Linked DNA regions of Astyanax mexicanus: region 1 is linked to region 2. A link is a contact called in public Hi-C data. All regions are on one chromosome and are shown on one strand. The core of a region is the stretch at or near the end of the contact, and the rest is flanking DNA. Distances in the headings are between cores, read along the strand shown.

The links. Hi-C and Micro-C count contacts between places; a contact is called where the count stands out from the background.
Region 1: a Hi-C map of blood shows a contact between it and region 2, with 2.8 times the contacts expected there. The contact joins the promoter of oxsr1b here to the enhancer-like site in region 2. A contact is called at or near these places in 2 of 3 Hi-C or Micro-C datasets (blood and muscle).

What each region holds. Positions count from the first base shown.
Region 1 is chr1:95,034,876-95,037,575 of AstMex3_surface, forward strand. oxsr1b (oxidative stress responsive kinase 1b) reads right to left here and starts at 1,298. Exons shown (of 18, transcript XM_022683073.2): 1 at 988-1,298. The coding sequence starts at 1,057.
Region 2 is chr1:94,963,104-94,965,803 of AstMex3_surface, forward strand. oxsr1b (oxidative stress responsive kinase 1b) reads right to left here. Exons shown (of 18, transcript XM_022683073.2): 8 at 2,563-2,696; 9 at 1,462-1,510; 10 at 740-805. Among protein-coding and RNA genes, the nearest start is that of slc22a13b, 20 kb to the left of the region's middle. Within about 2 kb of position 1,303, the one cell type or tissue checked has an H3K27ac peak away from gene starts, as active enhancers do.

The sequences.
Region 1 (2,700 bases), core at 48-2,547, 72 kb after region 2:
CCTGAACATTTCATTGAGCTGACACACCTGAACCAACTCCTCATTTCATTATCTACCAAACCCTTCCTGAGGTAAAAATGGGTGTGTTAGCTACATAACCTACAGCAATGAGACACTAAAATGTGAAGTAGTCTAGAGCTAGCTTAGATAAACTAGTTATATAGCTTGCTAGTGAACGCACAAGTGCTGTGTCGTAAACCGCACACCAACACACTAACCTTGCTAAAGTTAAATAGTGTCAAAAATAGTACACACGCATTACAAGTGCATGAGTTACTACAGTAGTTATCTATCTAACGTCATGTGTAGTCTAAAGCTAAAGTAGTAGTGATGTATGTGTGTGAACGCAGCCTAGCACTTGAAAAGTGGTTAAAATGTGAGGTTTATAGGTTTGTCACCCTCTCTCACTGTCTAGAGAACCAGAATACGGGAAGTGCAAGTCTTGATTTATAAGATATTCAGGCATAAACACGTCAAATAAACCTAAACATGATTTATTTTAGGATAGTGGCTCACTAGTTAGCTATGTAGTCTGCGGGTTGCTAAGCTAGTTAGCTAAAGCTAGCTAACAGCGGCTACAACTCTTTTTAGAGAGAGTTTTAGGCTAATTTGGAGGGAATGAAGCGCAAAACAAGCTATAAAGAAGACAGAACATATTAATAACACATTATCTCACAGCTACATATCTTTACATTATAATACACACAGACCCTGCCCTGAAATATACATAGCCTAGCTAGCTGTTTAAACATATCTGACTGTCTGGGCGGCAGCAGTGCTGCAAGACCTCCCCAGCGCTAGCTTAGCTTTTAGCTTAGCCAGCAGGCTAGGCTAACACAGCCAGACACAGGCAGACAGAGAGACAGACAGGGGCAGAACCGCCTTGGCTGAGCTAAAACACCCACCCACAGAATCCCCCTCACCGCCGGGCTTTACCCCTAAAGAACAGAGGTGTAAATGTCCCCAGAAGCCGCAGCAGACACTTACCGATCACCTCCTGCAGCTCGTAGTCATCCTTGCAGATGGACCAGGGTTGGGAGCTCAGGTCCTCCGACATGGCTGTGGCTCTAACCGCGCTTCTCTCTGCTCAAACCCCGCGCACTCCCCGCTCTCCGCCTGCTCTCCGGAAACTGATCCAAAACAACAAGAAACCAGAAAAATCCACGCGCAGGCCGCCGTCCACACCGACTGACGGTACCGATCCCATACAGCTCCTGCTACTATATCATTCCCAAAGTTTGCCACCAGCGGCCCCCGCCTTCACATTCCTGCGGAGCCCCGGGGCGGAGAGACAGCGCCGCCATGCTGAGAGGGGAAGGGCGCGTCTTAAACCGAGCAGCCCGGCCCCCGCTCAGTACATTACTCTACCATACTACTAATATGTTTAATAAAGCATTAAAAACCTAAAATTCTTTTACTTAATAAAGCGTTCCCTTCGTTTAGAGGGGGCTAGATGCTTAATTTATGGGGACATATTATAAAACTGAATGAATTGAATTAAAAAATAGGTAACAATTAAAAGAAGAGGACAATTAATTAAATTGATGAAAACGATTTGTAAAAATAGATAACAATTTATTAAAATGAGAAAATATATTTTCAATGACGAGAAGGATTTATTAAGTTGATTTATTAAAATGAGAGAAGGGTTTTCAAAACTACAGAAAAAATTATAAATTGAGAGAACAACTTTTTACTACAAACAATTATAACATTTTAGGAACAATTTATTTAAATTGAGAGAACTTTTTTTTAATTAAAAGAATATATTTTTAAACTAAGGGAACAATTTCTTGAATTAAAAGAATAGTTTTTTTAAACCAAAGAAACATTGTTTTAATTGAGAGAATAGATTTTTAAACAAAGATAACAACTTTTGAAATGAGAGATGAAAGATTTTTAAACTAACGGAACAATTTATTGTATTAAAAGAATATTTTTTTTAACTAAAGAAACATTGTGTTCAATTGACAGAATAGATTTTTAAACAAAGATAATTTTTTAATTTAGAGAAAAGATTTTTAAACTAAGGGGAACAATTTATTTAATTGAGAGAATAGATTTTTAAACTCAAAGAAAACATTTAATTGAGAGAATATATTTATGGAGAGATTTAAAAGAAAAAAAGGGAACAATTAGTTAAACTGAGGGGTGCTTCTTTAATAAAGGGAATGATTTATTAAACAGAGTGAACGATTTAATAAACTAAGGGAATAAATTAAGACTCTAAACAAGACTCTATTCATACCTCCTGTCCGGAAGTGTAACTCCATCTTTAAACCACCACTAAAGGATCACTAGTTCTAACGTGAGACAAGTTATTAAATTACTGTTGTGTCATTTATGTTACTTCTGGATTTTAGCATAGTAAGAACAGTAAGATTATGAGCGACTTGTGAAATTGTGGTGGCCGGAGACTGGGTCAGAACATCTAAAAGCAGGTCTGGTGGGGGTGATCCCTGAATGCTGTTTGGAACCTAATAAAATTCTAGTGCAGTCTGGTGAGAGAAGCTCAAAGAGAGGGAGAAGTGTCGCAGATACAACCTAACGATTACCACTGCCACTGCCAGAGTTGTCATGTTTGCAGTTTTCCCGCCAAATTGGGCTTGTTTGAAAATACAGTCGCAGATGAAGGGTCAAGGGTGGCGGGGTGCGTTTTTTTTGACCGCGGCCGCCAAACAACAAAAAAGAGGTTGTTGT
Region 2 (2,700 bases), core at 53-2,552:
CACTTCCGTTTATTTACAATAAGTTTAGATTTACAGTATTTTCAACTGTGTGATTAGCAGCAGCACTAGCCGCAGTTAGCACAAAACGTTTAGGTAAGCCAGGGTGATATTATCTAACAATTCATCCCACGTAGCTTTTATTAACACGGTAAAAACGAAGGCTACAGTCCAATAAACTCACCTCTGAGCGGCGAAAGATCTTACTGCAATGTGCTTACTGCAATTAGCGGCTAATGGTAATACTGCTCCAGCCTTGGTGCTGGAGAAACTTCACTAAAACTCCTGTATAACGCTGTACTTCAGCAGAGTGGCTTTATTGTTCCTTACAACATGACTGGTAGAATTCATACATAAGACGCACTGAACTATAAGAGAAATTATTTATGGAAAATTAAAGGATTATAAGTGCTCCTTATAGTGTGACAAATACAGTAAACTCATCAAAAAAAATAATAGTTCAGTAGATACAGATACAGCATTTTAGTACTTAAGTACAGTTGTGAAGTAGTTCTACTACTTTGTTACTATAAATCTCTGATAACAAGACCTTGTAAGTCTGAATGGCTGCTGTGTTGACTGGTAGGAAAATACAAAAGAATACTGTAATCCCAGTACTGTAATAAAATCTATACTTCACTACAGCAAATTTCGCAACTGATCACAGATACCTTTCTTTATTCTTTATTTCCCTTAGCTAGAAGAGAAAGAAATTAAAACAAAGCCAACAACTTGGTCTCACCTTTTTCGACCTTTCTGATATTGTAGGTGCTTTCTGTAGGAGCTTCTCTTGTAGAAATTCATTATTCTACCAGAGGAAACAGGAATAGCAGTAAGGAATTAGTAACAAACAAAACATGTTATCAAAAACACAGCCTGAAAATAAAATAACAGTTTGTTCTTCATAGTTATAAGATATCAGTCTGACTGACTGTGACTCAAACATAAAAAAAATAGGTCTAGATGTGTAGATAAAAACTAATACAGCACATTATAGCACAGCTTTATCTGATTCTAACCACTGCTATTGGGTTACTGCTGTTTTAAATTAATTAATACGGATACCACTCTTGTGTTTACTATTGAATAGATTTTGTCAGATGTCATAACACAGCGAGATTCTTTGAATTTAGCTCATATGGGCCCTCTGGTGGCCTCCAGCAGTAATGGTTAATAATCAGAAGGAGCTGTACTAGCCGCTGAACACAGGAGTGCGCTCTGACACACAGTAGACTGGGCTCGCCCAAACTGCTGAAAGGGCACTCCGGGTGCTGGCGTGGAGCGTGTCAGGCGGCCGGAAGGGGCTCTGAGGCTGCTTATCCCTGCTTTTGTTCAGAAGCCCAGCGCTTGCCCAGTAATGACAGGAATGCTGGACTGACCTCAGCTCAGATTCACGTAAACTTGGGTAAACACATATGTACACACACAGAGCATCTCAACAAAATACAGAACAAAGTCTCTTACCTTCGCTTTCTGGAAGAATTTGTGTTTTAAAAGCTCTAATGATGTTGGCCTGGAAAGAAAAGAAAAGCAGAGAAGAAAGAAGAGCATGAAGACAGCTCTATTTATATTTATTTATGAGAATCACTGGGGGGGGAAAAAAGCAAATATCACAAATAAACAACATGGCCACTACCAACCTATTAGCACACAATAAACTACAGATTATTATGAGGATTAATTGAGCGTAAAAAAAAGCACAATGACAATTTTAGACGTTATTTTTGACCAGAAATTAAAAAAAAATAAAAATAAAATAAAATAAAATAAAAAAAACACTAGTCACCACCCTCCTAGTGTTGTGGAATCACTAGTGATGGGGTATATAAAGCTGACAGTTGTAGCAGCTAAATGGTTGGGACAATCAACCTAGCTAATTTGGGGAGAAAAATAAAAGAAATTTTGAAATAAATCTTAAACAAAATCTTAAAGAAAAAAACTGTCAAATCTAAATCTAAATTGTGCTCTAATAATGACACCATTTTTACATTTTTTTGCATAACTTCTGATAGTTTTAAAGGGTAATGCAGCACGACATAATAATAAGTGATTTACCCTCATTCCTTAAGATATTCATGTACGTATTTCTTGCCATTTGTGATATTTATCCATTTTTCCAATTTCCTAAATGATATCCTCATCATTATATGCTGGAACTTTTGCCAGTTCAGTGAATCCCTTCAGAGAACGTCCAAGAATATAAAGTCTGAGACAGAAGGAACACAGAATCTGTTTTTTTTCCAATATATGCTGATGAACACTCAGCCAAACTTGCTGAAAATTACAATGGGACCGCAGGGCATGTGCCATGTATCATACAACATTTGGAATAAATAAATAAATAGTAATCAGTACAGCAAAATACTTTCTGTCGAGTGCATCCTCACAAAGAAATATAAATACAAATCTACCTTATTCAACTTACCACATTAAATCATCATGAAACTATGTAAAACAGTCTCTGTTGCACTTTCTATTAAACGACTTCATGAGCAATGCCTTTTAATTTAAATTTATATCAACATACACACTCTGAGAGGAAACAAAAGCTTCTCATTCAGTCACCTTTTCTCTGGATCCTTCTGCAAACACAGCGAGACCATCTTCCTCAGGGATTTCCCGTACTTCTTCACCATCTCTTTGTCTGTGATGCCCGTCTCCAGTGTAGGAGGATCATTCTGCAGGGTCAGCATCAGCACCTAC